Linked DNA regions of Rattus norvegicus: region 1 is linked to region 2. The links are chromatin contacts, called in public Hi-C maps. All regions are on one chromosome and are shown on one strand. Each heading gives the region's core, a stretch centred on a gene start, on an enhancer-like site or on the middle of the called end of the contact. The rest is flanking DNA. Distances are from core to core; before and after follow the strand shown.

Region 1 (6,717 bases), core at 1,909-4,408, 170 kb before region 2:
CAGTACCAAATCCTAGAAGTACAAGGATGAGTCAAAGCATTTGCACGTTTAAAGATTTTTCCAAGGCATTGCCAAACTTCCCTTCAGAAATCTTACACAACATGCCCAGAGCCCTGTGTGCTCATACAGGGGCCAATGCTGGGTGTTACGCTTCTTCTCTCTCTGTGCCAATCTGATAGGTGAGAAAGTTCTACTCTATGCTGCTTCAATCTGTATTGCTTCCAAGTTGACAGGTGTGGTAGGCTGACAACACCTCACTCCCAAAGATGACAGACAGGTCCATGTTCTAATCCCCGGGGCCTAGGAACCGTCTTTCGGGATTTGATTCAGCTATGAATTGTAGCCAGGCAGAAAGACAGAGTTCATTACTGGAATGGTTTCCAAATGCCATTTCAGGCCTCCAGTGTGACCACAGAAACAGAAGTTAGCAAGGTATGGTCTGGCGTAGAGTGCCAACAGCTCTGGAAGCTGTCAAGAGGCTCACTGGAACCCTCAGAGGCCATACAGTTCATTCAACTCATTCTTTCTTTTCTTTATTCTCCTCCCCTCCCCTCCCCTCCTCTTCCTTCCCTGCCCTCTCCCTTCTCTTCAGCAGTACTGGGGATTGAACTCAGGATCTCATATTCTAACCAAGCTCTCTACCACGGAGGTAACATCTTATTCCCCAGCTGCCAACGCCTTCATTTCTACCCAGTGAAACTAATTCTGTATTTCTACAACAGCAGAGACTGCTGACCTCTAAGCACACCTTTTTCTTTTTAGGCCACCAAGTTTGTAGTGATGTATCACATAGGGAAACAATACAATGAGCTCTTCATATGTTTAGACACCTCGAAAAAGTGTTTTTAAATAAGAGTTCCATAGATTCCTCCATACAATTATTTTAACTTTAAAAAAAAAAAAAAACTTCTGCAAAATACAATAACACGAGGGAGGGTGTGGAAATCCCATGCAGTTTCTGGAGGTACTCTGACCAAATGGTGGAGGAGGCCTGGGATAGGCTGTATGTGGGCAGCAACCTCCAGGCTCAGGCTCTGGGCTCACTCTTAGCTCAGTGCTCAGTGGTTCAGCCCTAAGCCATCGCTCCAACTGCTGCACCTCTGTCACCTAATTTTTGTTTTGTTTTGTTTTCTGAGACAGGGTTTCCCTGTGTGGCCCTGGATGTCCTGGAACTTGCTCTGTAGACCAGGCTGGCCTTGAACTCAGAGATCCTGAGAGCCTCTGTTTTCTGAGTGCTGGGATGAAAGGTGTGGGCCACCACTGCCCAAAACCCTAAAATGTTTTAAAATGTAACAATGAAAGATATGTGTACTAACCTTTGTCTTAACAGTGCTTCTTTAAACCCATTCTTGGTCCACATAAGCAGGGGCTCGACCTGCCCAGCCCCTTGCTGTGGGTGCTGTTGAAGAAAGATGCAGGTGAACGGTAGCCTCTATCCCCCCTTCTTAAAGCTGTACTTTCTCCCAACCCAAGGCAACTCTAGAAGACACCTCATGTGTAAGCTGTGGTTTGTTTGCTCAATGACTGGCTTGTTTTTAAAGACAGGGATCTCTCTAGGCAGCCCTGGTTGTCTTGTACCTCACTGTGTAGACCAGGCTGGCCTCAAACTCACAGAGATCCATCCGTCTCTGCCTCCCCTTCTAGGTTTTTGGGATTAAAGACACAAGTCACCATACCTGGCTTTAAGTTATGTTTAAAACATTGAAAAATAGTCTCATACTAACTCTCTAGACTGATTTTAAAATTTATATTGTCACCAATGTCCCCATGGTAGATGGCATTGTCTCCCCCCACCCCCTGTTCCCTAGCTGACTATAGATGCGTGAGTCTATCTAGTCCCGAGGATTGAACACAGGACCTCATGAGTGCTAAATACACACTCTACTGTCTCCACCCTTTCAGCGACACTTAACCTGTGAGGGATTGAGTTCATGCGGCATGGCCCTCACCTAGAAGGTAGAGAACAACTGGAAGGGAGTCCGTTCTCTACTTCTACCATGTGGTACCGGATATGGAACTGAGGACTCCGGGACCTGCTGAGCCATTTTGTTAGCCCCAAAATGCTCTCTCAAGTCCGTTCCCTACCTATGAAGCTGGTTAGGTAATTTGCTTATGGTGCTAGTAGGCAGCTTCCTAATCAGTTTTGGGAGTTCTGGGTGATAATTTCCTCTTGAAATCAGTTAAAATCCGGCCTGAACCCAAGACAGTGAGTATTGGATTTCACACCTTGTCTCCGGCTTTAAGAAAGAGTGATCTTTAAGGTTTCAGTGGTTCTTTACTGAGAGGAAGCAATCAAAAACACAGTTTGGGGACAGGAATGCCTTGAAACAGCATAGGAAAGGGAAGGGAAGGCCGCTCAGCTTGTTTCCGAAGTGTCACAAAATCTAGCTGAGTAGGACTGATGGGATCCTGCACTCTGAGGAACCGCGGGCTGAGTGGTTGTGCTCAGCGAATCTGCGACTCCTCAGCTTTCCCGCAGGGGGGCAGTGCTGCCTGCCACTGCGGTGGGAGCTGAGTGGGAACCCGCGCTGAGTTCTGGGGGTTGTTTGCCAAGAAAGTTAGGGGATGTGAAGGAGTGCAGGCCAGACTCTCGGGCTTAGCGGGAGGGGGCAAGAAGGACTTCCCAGGGTAGCCATGGAGTTCAGTGGATGGGATCTGGATAAGTACGAGGAGTAGGGTGGTCGCACGCGGAGGGGAGTTGCAGTCCCCGGAAGGTGCAAGCGAGCAGGACGCGAGTGTGAATGCGAGTGTGTGTGCGCGCGCTGCAGTTCGCCTGGTTCCGCGAGGCGCGGGTGTCAGCTTGCAGCCGGGGCTCCTCCCTCCGGCCCCCCTGCCCCGCCGGGCGGTCCCTCCCTCCTTCCCCATCGCCCCTCCCCGGCGGGCCAGGCGCTGGGACGCCCCGGCCGAGCAGGCAACGGCGGTGGCGGCGGCTAGTTGGGGAGCCCTAGGTTCCGTACTGCGGGACGATCCGGAGCCGAGCGTTTCTTGCCCCGGCTGGGCGGTGCTGGGCCCGCTTCCCACGGAGCCACGCCCTGTCAAAACTTTGTCGCTGCAGCGGCCAAACGATCGGAGCCGGGCCAGCGAGAAGGAGGGAGGGGCGCCGGGCCGGGCCAGGCAGGGCGCGGGGCTCTGAGCGCAGCGGCCCCGGCCCGTGGCCCCACCATGCCCCAGCTCGGTGGTGGCCGCGGTGGCGGCGCCGGCGGGGGAGGCGGTGGCTCCGGAGCCGGGGCAACCAGTGGAGGGGACGACCTCGGAGCGAACGACGAGCTGATCCCCTTCCAGGACGAGGGGGGCGAAGAGCAGGAGCCGAGCAGCGACAGCGCTTCGGCGCAGAGGGATCTGGATGAGGTCAAGTCGTCCCTGGTCAACGAATCGGAGAATCAGAGCAGTAGCTCGGACTCCGAGGTAAAGGGATTCCTAGGGTCAGCCCCTGGGGGACCCGGGTCCCGCTCCCGCTCACCCGCCCTCGCCTTTGTGTCTCCTCCACAGGCGGAGAGGCGCCCGCAGCCCGCCCGGGACGCTTTCCAGAAGCCGCGCGACTATTTCGCCGAAGGTAAGTGCCTTCTCCGTCATTCTCCACTCTCCGGCCATCAGCTATTGGCCATACGGGTCACCATGGCCTGTGTGGCGGAGCCCCTGCTCTCCTCCCATCGCTGCAGCAGTCACTCTGGGGTTCACTCGAGGGGCGCTCCGGTTCCAGAGTCCCTCCCCGAGCTCCAGATAGCTGTTCTGTCTAGGGGACCCCTGACCTCACTCCACTTTGGTTTTGTCCGCAGTGAGAAGGCCCCAGGACGGCGCTTTCTTTAAGGGACCTGCGTACCCTGGGTACCCCTTCCTGATGATTCCAGACCTGAGCAGCCCATACCTCTCCAATGGACCCCTGTCTCCTGGTGGAGCGCGCACCGTAAGTGTCAGTCCCGCGGTGCCGGGACTGGTGGGCGTCCCGCCCGGCGGGATGCGCCCCCAGGCTCGTTCGTGGTGTGGGGGATGGGGCCTCCTGCTGGAGCCGATCCTGGGCCGAACTTGTTTGCGGAGTTAAACTCCCCTGTGGCGGCCTAGTATGAGACTGCTTTGGCCAGTAACGGGATGAAAGTAAAGTTCTTTTAACTTCTCGCCTTTGGGAGATTGCGGCCTGGTGGGTCCTCCCAGCCGCCCAAATTCCTTGCTCCTACCAGAGGAAAACTTGGATTTGTGCCTGCCTTTGGAGGTGGGGGGGTGTGTGTTGGGGGGGGGGGTGTCTCGCTTTCCTTCCTGGAGATTGGTCAGCTTTCCATTTGGCAAGGGGGAAAGTTGGGCAAGGGCCTGGAGGATCCTGACTTGAGATGTCCTCTGACCTGCGGGTTCCCGGGGCTGCTGTGAGCTGTACAAACTCCTTATTTTGTGTGGATTATTCAAGAGCCACCCCGGATCCTCACACCAGGGCCTCAATTTTTCTGCAGAACTCTGGGTTTTAAACTCCTCTGAGATGGTTTGGAGGGCGACCCAAGGCATTCTTACTTGGCTTTTTCCCCCTTTTGTTGCGGGCTTTTCTCATTTAAAGCGAGCGCTGCGACACTTTAAACCTGTTAATGGGAGCGCATTGTGTGCTGTGTGCCTGGCATTTAGAGCGGTGATTAAGCAAATTGACCCGGCCCCAGACAATGTGCAAATGAGGGCGGATTCCTTCACCCCTCTCCAGCTCGGAGCTCCCGCCTCTCTCCTCTGTGAAAATGAGGGGTGCAGTTCGGGGCTAGCCGGGCCTTCGAGCCGATACTCCACACCCAAGTTTCCTGTGCTGATGCTGAGTTGGATGGATGGGTACATACCCTTCTGCTGTGCAGCGGCTTGCTCGTCAACTCTGCCTCGTACAGAGCTTTCCAGAGTTGGTTGATTCATTCTCACTGCTAGGCTATGTGTATGGCGCGTCTACTCCTCAGGAGTGCACCCCTGAGGGAACTAAGCTCGAATAAAAGTTCATCTTAACTAGGATTATACTCCAGGGCTGCCAAGGAAGAACGGGGTGCTGAATGGGCCGTTCTGCTGTCGTTTTGGGCCCTTACTCGGCGGAGTGGCCTCCTCAGTTTGTGCAGTGTGTGTGGATGTTCTTCACTGGTTAGGAGTTGAGGGAGGCTCTGATGGATGAAGAGGAGCATAGAACCACACCCACCACACCCCTTGCCTTTGCCCTTGGATGAAGAAAGACCCTCACAGTTTCAGGCCTGCTGCACTTTAGGATGTCAAGAAATCCCTTTGAAAGTGGATATTGATCTAGGGTTTTGCTTTGGCTCTTTCAATGTGAAGGTGTGTGCAAATGTTGGGGACCACCCTCAGCTTTCCCTCCCATGCAGGTGCAGGGAGTTCCCGTGTGTGTGTGTGTGTGTGTGTGTGTGTGTGTGTACACACTTGGGTGTATCTGAGGCTTATGCCAGAGTTATTACTTCCATGGAGATCAGAAGACAGCCTTTGGTAGTCAGTTGGACTCTCCTTTACCATGTGAGTTCCCATGATCCGACTCAGGTCATCAGATTTGGCTGACCAGTGCTTTTTCCCATAGAGCCGTGTTTCTGGCATTCCACAACCAACTCTTAGCCCACTGGCCTGGGGACTTTGATTCCCATCTCACCCCCATGCCTGTATCTTATCTCCCTGATGAATTGGCTTAAAATCGTAAGTTCAACTTTCTGGGTGTTTTGGTGTTTCTCACATGCTGCCCTGCTCAGTTACAAAGTTCACTGTTGTAGCAGGAAAGTTTCCTTTTAGTTTGACACTATCCTAGAGGGCCTGGTTAGTAAGCAGACCAGGTTAGGACCCATTTAAGCACTTGCTTGGACTGTGTGGCTGGAATTATTATTTTCTTCTCGATGATCATATCAATATAGTTAATAAGATTCATGGTACACAAGTGGTCATCCAGGCAAAATTGGACCGCCGCTGTTTCCCAGTGAAGTAGATAGTTGAGGGATAAGGCGGAAGCTGGTAGGTTGGAAGAAGATTCTTGGACTTAGATGATTCCATCTGTCTTTTGTCTAGGTCTTGTTCCTCCTTTAAATTATTCTACTGTAAGCTTTATTGTTTTAGGCCTATATGTCTAAAATGGGATACCGTTTCTCGGCTGTTCTGGATTTCTGGACATAACAAAACTGGAAGTCAAAGTGGATGCTGGCTGTAGTGCTTTAGGATTACTTATGAACTTTGGCATTGCAGACAGGAGGCCCAGAGCACTCACCACTGGTATCTCTGCTGCCTGGACTGGGGACTTGCCGGTCCTGCAGTCAGGCTGTCTTTCTCTATAGCCAGTCTCCTCTGCTTTCTCCTCCGGCCTTGGTGGAATGCTGGGAAATGGTCTCTTCCTGAGACTCTTTAGAGGAGAGGTCACCTTACCCTCAGCTAAGGGACAGGTTTTAAGACAGGGTCTCATTATATAGTCCAGGCTGGTCTCGAACTTGGAGCCTCCTGTCCAGGGAGGATGAGAACTGTTTACAGATGTGTCCCTCACTGTGGGTGTGCTTCTCTTTCAAGCCCCCTAGGGAACCTGAGGCTTGCGGAGACGGGAACACACTTTGTACCATTCCTAGTACTTGGAAATGAGATAAGGTCTGTGTAGTCCTGGCTGACCTAGAACTTACTACAGAGATCAGGCTATCCCTGAACTGCTTGGATCCTCTTATGACATCACAAGCATGAGCCACCAGCCTCTGACTATACCTTCATCCTGGGGGAGACTTTGCAGGTTTACAA
Region 2 (7,281 bases), core at 1,334-3,833:
CCACCTGAATTAACCGAACCCAGATAATGCCTTAGAGGCACATCCAGGGACTTCTCTCCATTATGACTTTACATCTCATCAAAGGGAGGATCAAAGTTAACTATGACAAATCAAAAAGCAAACATGGACAAATGTCTATCTGATATTTCTCCACCTCACCAGATTGCAGCTTTATCAGATTAAAGTCTTCTTTATTCAGGTATGTTTGAGACTAAGTCTGACTTTGTTCTTCAGACTGACCTCCAAATTCTGGTTGCTCAAAAGATCCTTTGCCTCTGAAGGCAGAGAGATTGCTCATAGGTCAAGAGCCCTGCCTGCTCTTCTCACCCAGGTGCAGTTTCCAGAAGCTGGCTCAGAACCATCTCTAACTCCAGCTCTCGTGGCCTCTCTGGCTTCCTTTGGCCCCAGACAGGCACATAATATAGATGCATAAACGGAGGTAAAACATCCACACACATAAAGTAACAACACTTCTTATTCAAAAGATCCTCTACCTTAAACCTCCAGAGTATTGAGGACCATGGAACCTGGCACAGTGGTACACAACTGTAATCTCAGCATTTCCAAGGCAGAGGCAGGAAGACTGACGCCAAGTCAAAGTCTGCTGTCCCTTGGAGTGAGTTCCGGGCCTGTTATTGCTGCAGAATGAGAGCCTATCTCAAAAATGACAAAAAAAAAAAAAAAAAAAAAAAAGAATGTAGTTGTTGGAACTGTTTATTAAACAACTGTTTATGAAAATGTTCACGAATGACTTTAAGCAAATTGTTTAAACTATCCAGCACTGCCACAGATGAAGACACAAGGAACGAATGCAAATAGCAATCCGCAGAAGAGCAGACAGCAAGACTTTTTTTTTTTTTTTTTTTTTTTTTGGTTCTTTTTTTCGGAGCTGGGGACCGAACCCAGGGCCTTGCGCTTCCTAGGTAAGCGCTCTACCACTGAGCTAAATCCCCAGCCCGACTTTTTAAAAGTATATGTATGTTTTACTTACATGCATGTCTGTACACCACATGTGTACAATGACTGTGGGGTCAAAAGAGGATGTCAGATCTCCTGAAACTGGAATCATAGACTGTCATTAGGTATCTTGTGAGTTTAGGGACTGGAACTTGGGTCCTCTTGGAGGAGTAGTCAGTGTTCTTAACCACTGAACCATCTCTCTAGACCCTAAAGATGTCTTTTATGGTTGTTGTTCAATACAGGGTGTCTCTGTGTAACCCTGGCTGTCCTGGAACTCACTCTGTAGATCAGGCTGACCTCAAATTCAGACATCTGCCTGCCTCTGCCTCCTGAGTGCTGGGATTAATGGTGTGTCCCACCATCACCTGGCTCTCTTTTAAAAAAAAAAAAAAAGGTATAGTTATTTTAAAATTCTGCTTTTAAATGTGTTGCTTGAGCCAGGTGTGGTGGTGCATGTCTTTAATCCCAGCACTCAGTGGGCAGAGACAGGTGGATCTCCGGGAGTGCAAGGATAGCATGGAATACAGGGTGAGTTCTAGGACAGCAGAGGTGTTAAACATAAGAACCCTGTCCCAAAAAGAACACACACACACACACACACACACACACACACACACACACATTGTTGTGTTGAGCGAGGCAGAGTGCTTGTCTAGTGTGCACAGAGTCACAATTTTGATCTCAAGTACTACATAAATTGGAGATACAAGCCAGTAATCCAGTAGGAAGATCAGAAATTCAAGGTCTTCTTGTTTGGGCAACAAAGCACCTCATGTCCTGAACTGGAGAGATGGCTCAGGACTTGCTGCTCTCCCACAGGAGCAGAGTTCAGTTTCCAACACCACATAGATTGTTCGAAACGCCTGAAGCTCTACGGGATCCGATGTCCTCATCTAGCTCCAAAAGCACCTGCACACAGGTGGCGGGCACACGTACACAAATAAAAATCAATCTTTGATATCTGATTTCTTAAATAAATAAATAGCTCAATAGGGGCGTGGCGAGGCGCCTATAATCCCAAACACTCAGGAGGCAGGGGCTGCCCACATAACAATATAGTTTCAAACACATAGAAATTCAGGGGAGAGAAAAAAAAAAAAAAAACGTTGGTAAATACAGAGGGCCCTGGGTACCGCCAAGAAAAGGGATTGGGATCAGGATGAAATGTATTTGTTTCTAGATGGGAAAGAGCTGAACAGAGTACATTTTTGTGTTAAGTGAGAAAAGCACTACCAGCAACGGTGAGGTTAGAAACATGAACAGAGGATGCGACAAAGAGGCTCCCGGCCCCGACCCCACATCATAAGCAGCGAGAGGCGACGCAGCACCTGCCTGTCGGACAGTTTCTGAAGTACGAGGCCAAGGGAACAAGAAAGAGACTGCCGAGCTCCCCAGACTGCTGAAATAGAGAGGGGAGCTGGGGGGCAGGCCGGGGCGGGGCGGGGGGGGGAGCTGGACTTGATTTCCGGCACACTATCGGAATATACAGTCACTGACTGGCGACACCCAGTAACCCCACCCCCAAGGCGGGGTTGCGCCGGAAGAGAAACAGTCCGCCGGAAAGGGGGGGGGCACGCTCTGGAAATACCTTGCGCCCCTCTCACGTCAGTAGAGGGCGGAAGCGCAGACTACAGGATGCAGTTCCTGGTTGCGTTGCTCCTGCTGAGTGTCGCGGTGGCGAGTAAGGATACCCCCCCAAGCCCTTGTCATTCTCTCCCTTAGGTTCCCCATTCTTCACCTTGGTGGGTCGCCACGGGAGCTGTCGTCTTTCTCGCCTGACCCGACCCTCCTCTAGCAATCTCCACTGCTCTTCCATTCGGCCATCACCGCTAGGGTCTTAGAAGTCAAGCCCTTCTTTTCTCCCGGCCTTTTTTTTTTTTTTTTTTTTTTTTTTTTTTTTTTTTTTTTAACGTGGACTTACTGCTTTTTCTGTTTCAGGAGCTCTGCCATCCGCTTCTAAGCCAAACAACACATCAAGTGAAAATAATCCTCCGATTCAACCTTCCACGCCCCTGCCTCCTGGGGTTGATATTTCTCAACAGGTAAAGACTAACAGACCGACTGATCAGAGGCTGGAGTCGGATAAAGAAGGCCAGGACAAGACGGTGGCTAGGACTTCGGCATCAGTTTCCAGTGGGGTGGAATCTGCGACCAATCTCAATTTGGATGATTCCAAAAAGCACCCCGAAACAGCAGATGCCAAATTGAAGGAAACTTTGCAGCAGCTTTTGCCTGTGGACCCCAAACAGGAAAAGTCAGGTCAGAAGTTTACAAAAGATTCAGGCAGCCCCACAGGAGGTGATTCCGACAATACCACAGGAGGTGATTCTAACAAGACCACAGGAGTTGATTCTGACAAGACATCAGGAGGTGATTCTAACAAGCCCACAGGAAGTGATAATGACAAGCCCACAGGAGGTGATTCTAACAAGCCCACCTCCAAAGTCCCCTCCAATACAGAGACTCCAAAAATTGACAAAGTCCAGCTAACTGAAAAAGGACAGAAACCAACACTTATTTCCAAAACTGAATCTGGGGAAAAACTGGCAGGGGACTCTGACTTCTCTTTAAAGCCAGAGAAAGGAGATAAGTCTTCAGAGCCTACTGAAGATGTGGAAACCAAGGAGATTGAAGAGGGTGATACAGAGCCCGAAGAAGGTTCACCACTTGAAGAAGAGAATGAAAAGGTGTTGGGCCCTTCCTCCAGTGAGAACCAAGAGGGGACACTTACAGATTCTATGAAGGATGAGAAGGATGACCATTATAAGGACAATTCTGGAAACACCAGTGCAGAAAGCAGCCACTTCTTTGCTTATCTGGTGACCGCTGCTGTTCTTGTTGCTGTCCTCTATATTGCTTACCACAACAAACGAAAGGTAAGAGGGGACTGGAATGTCCAGAACCCTGAGTTCTTTGTACATGGGCAGCTATCTGTCACTCATCTGCCTGTGAGCTCAGAGGATTTTAAGATCATCTTCGGTTTTTCCTTAGACCTTGCTAGGACTCTGGGTTTTGTTTTGTAAATCATGTGACCCGTTTCCTCAGAGTTCTGCTGTAAAGTGCCAAGTTGGACGTGAATCTTGACCTGACCTAATTGTGATTCCCCTCCTGTAACTTGGAACTCAGATTATTCACAGCCTCTGTGAACCCAAGTTCTTGACAGGTAGATTTCTTCCCCTTTTCCATGCTTGAGATAGTTTACCATTTCTAGCTTTTATTCCAACTGTCTTCCATCTGGAGGCAGGAAGAATATTTTCAGTTACATAGTCTCTAACACCAGTAGTATAAAGCCCAAGAATGACTCTTCTGCTACCAAGAGTCAGAAGCAAGCCTAGAGATTGCATAAATGCACCCAACTTTGGGGTTAAAGTGCCACCCATGAAACAACCTTACAAACAACTCTAATGACAAAATTATTGTATTTCTTAATGAGCCATGAGATTTAGAAGACAGTTTCAGTAGCTTGACTTATTGAAGAATTCAGTTGGTGATAGCCATTGGGCATATGGCTCTAAAGAATGAAGAGTCTACATTCTTCGTTGTACATTTAAACGTTCATGATGAAAGCAGTAAATTAGAGAAAAGTTGAAACTGTGTGGGAGCAAAGCATGTGTTTGTAGCTAGGAAACCGTCATTATTTTTCCCCCTTAAACACCTGACCTAGAACTCTCTGGCAAGAGAACTGGCAGACCTCTAACTCCCATAATTAAATCATACAGATTTCCACAGGCTTCAGCCTCCATCTCTTGGGCCCTATTAAGCAGTATAAAGGATTTTGTTGTAACCAAGCCCCCTTTAAAATCTTGGGTGTGTGTGTGTAATTTAAATAGTCCTCTTTGTGGATCTAGGTAACTGCTTCTGATTTCAGGAAGTGAAGTCCCTCATTACAGAGTCAAATGTTAATCTGTTTTCTTTGTCCTTCCCTCAGATTATTGCTTTTGCCCTGGAAGGAAAAAGATCCAAAGTCACTCGGAGGCCAAAGGCCAGTGACTACCAACGTTTGAACCTAAAGGTAAGGAAGGAGAAACCCAATGTAGGAGGGATATGCAGCCTCCAGTGGGCCAGTTCTGGGGTTGCCGCAGCCATTGCTCCTAGCCCTTGGAGACTGCAAGTAGGACCGTCCGCACACTGCATGTGTATCTATCTACAAAGGTAGAGATAGAGAGGGCTTTCAGTCCTTTCACATTTGACAGATAAACAGATCTACCTGGAAGTGTGATTTTGTTTGTTTGTTTTCTTTCTGAGTTTCCACTCAGAGGAAATACTAGCACCTGATAGTAACTCTGTATACTTTTAAACACTTTCTTCACTATTTCAGCTCTTGACAGACAAATACTGTGATAAACACTGAACAATGTGATCAAAGCCAAATCTGATTTACTGAGTATGGGAGAGAACCTATCCATCCTCATTTTGTGGGGATCCCCACTGGCTGCCAGACCACACTTTGGGCAACAAAGCCCTGGATCACAACTCCCCCACAGCAGACGAGCACATAGGCTGCAAGCAAGCCCGCTGCAGGCTGGTCCTCCTGATGTGGCTAGTGTGCCTCAGCAGCCTTCGGGACAGCAGGCTTTCCCATCCGACAGTAAGGGAGAGGGTCTGAAGAAGGTGCTCCCCACAGGTGACTGTAGTCATCATAGGTGCCTCAGGCCCCCTGCTCTGTTCTGTTCAGCAACAGTGACAAAAGACAGTTGATGACTGAGATGGGAATGGTTCCCAGATGACCTACAGGAAACAGTTCACAGCAGTACAGAATAGCCCACCCAGCTCAGGACGTGTGTCACGCTAGGCCAACCTCACAGTCAGCTCTAGCGCTACAACTTTCCTTGATAAATGATTTTGATTTCTTTTCCCTCCTTAGTTTTGTTTTAATGGGAAGAAAGCAATACACGTGAAAAAATTTCAGAATAATATAGGAGAGTATAAAGTAGAAGCCAGTAGTTCAATCTGCCCACCATCAAATGTAGTGTACCATATGTGTGCCTGGTGCCAGTAGAAGCCGAAAGAGATAGTTGGATCCCCAGAACTGACGCTAAGGACAGTTGTGAACCACTGTGTAGGTGCTGGGAGACAAACGCTACTCCTTTTCAAGAGCAGCATGTGTTCTTAAGTGCTTACCGTCTCTCCAGCTTACTTTTTTTTTTTAAAGTCACCTAGGTTGTTCATAGGAGCATGGGCCTCATAGCAGTGGCTACCCTGCTGAAGAAAATACCTCTTACACGCCTATCAACAATTACTTAATTTTGAGACAATCTCTCACTGTAGCTTAAGACTCGTGATATAATCTTTGCTGGCCTAAAAGTCATCATCTTTCTGCCTCAGCCTGAGTACTGAAATTATAGGTATAAGCCACCATATTAGCTAAATGTATGACTCTCAGGTATATATTTTCTTTTTTTTTAAAGATTTATTTATTATATATGTATATACTGTAGCTATCTTCAGACACAGCAGAAGAGGGCATCAGATCTCATTACAGATGCTTATGAGTCACCATGTGGTTGCTGGGATTTGAACTCAGGACCTCTGGAAGAGCAGTCAGTGCTCTTAACCACTGTGCCATCTCTCCAGCCCCCATATTTTATTTCTAATTTACTTTAAAACTTACTAAAGTGACTTATGCACTTTAACTTTTATTATTTATTATTAGCTGTTTCATAATGATGGATGAGTTTGTCTGACTAACATATTTCCCTGAAAAAGCTGAGTATTAACCAGCAAATGTGTTGTTCTCATTTCAGCTTTGATTTTGATTTTGTCTGCAAGAACCTTGTCCTCCCTGCTGATTTGTTTCCGAATCAAGAGAAATGAAAAGACTGACCTGTGGGGTTTGGTGGCAAGTCTGGGCTGGCAGAGATGGGATTGCTTCAGGTTTTGCACCTGCACTTTGATGACATTGTCCTCTGGTGGTGTTTTATTTACTTTTGTGTTCCCTTTATGTGATGTGTCCATCTTCCTTCCATTCTTGGAGTACAAGCAGAGGGAGTGTGTGGAAACATGGCTGTGACCAAAGGAAGACCCCACCTTCCTTAGGCAGGCCACACTATGGACCACCCTCCCATAACCCCTTTATCTTTGCAACTCTAGGAGCAAACTACAGAGGTGCTTTCTAGACAAGATGTAGAAGATGATTCTGTGGGATGCTGATGGGCAGAGACAGGGTTGAAATCTTCTCCACAGAGGCCTCAGCTGCAGACCAGACTAGCAAGTTAAAGAGTGTCAAGGTCCAGTCCGTCTGACAGTCTGTATATCTCTCTGAAATTTGCACTCGAGTTGTGCTAGCACAAAAGGGACTCACTGCTTCTGAAAGTAAAATCA

Evidence for each region. A called contact is a pair of places that touch in the nucleus more often than the background predicts.
Region 1: a Hi-C map of hepatocytes shows a contact between it and region 2, with 1.9 times the contacts expected there. The contact joins the promoter of Tcf7l1 here to the promoter of Tgoln2 in region 2. A contact is called at or near these places in 7 of 12 Hi-C or Micro-C datasets (the A7r5 cell line, Schwann cells, hepatocytes and 3 more) and 1 of 1 datasets of contacts at active chromatin or transcription factors (oligodendrocytes).

The regions. Positions count from the first base shown.
Region 1 is chr4:106,399,862-106,406,578 of GRCr8, reverse strand. It overlaps Tcf7l1 (transcription factor 7 like 1), which reads left to right and starts at 3,158. Exons shown (of 12, transcript NM_001107865.1): 1 at 3,158-3,405; 2 at 3,490-3,553; 3 at 3,777-3,904. The coding sequence starts at 3,163.
Region 2 is chr4:106,224,564-106,231,844 of GRCr8, reverse strand. It overlaps Tgoln2 (trans-golgi network protein 2), which reads left to right and starts at 2,583. Exons shown (of 4, transcript NM_138840.3): 1 at 2,583-2,641; 2 at 2,899-3,836; 3 at 4,889-4,972; 4 at 6,705-7,281. The coding sequence starts at 2,596. The coding sequence ends at 6,710.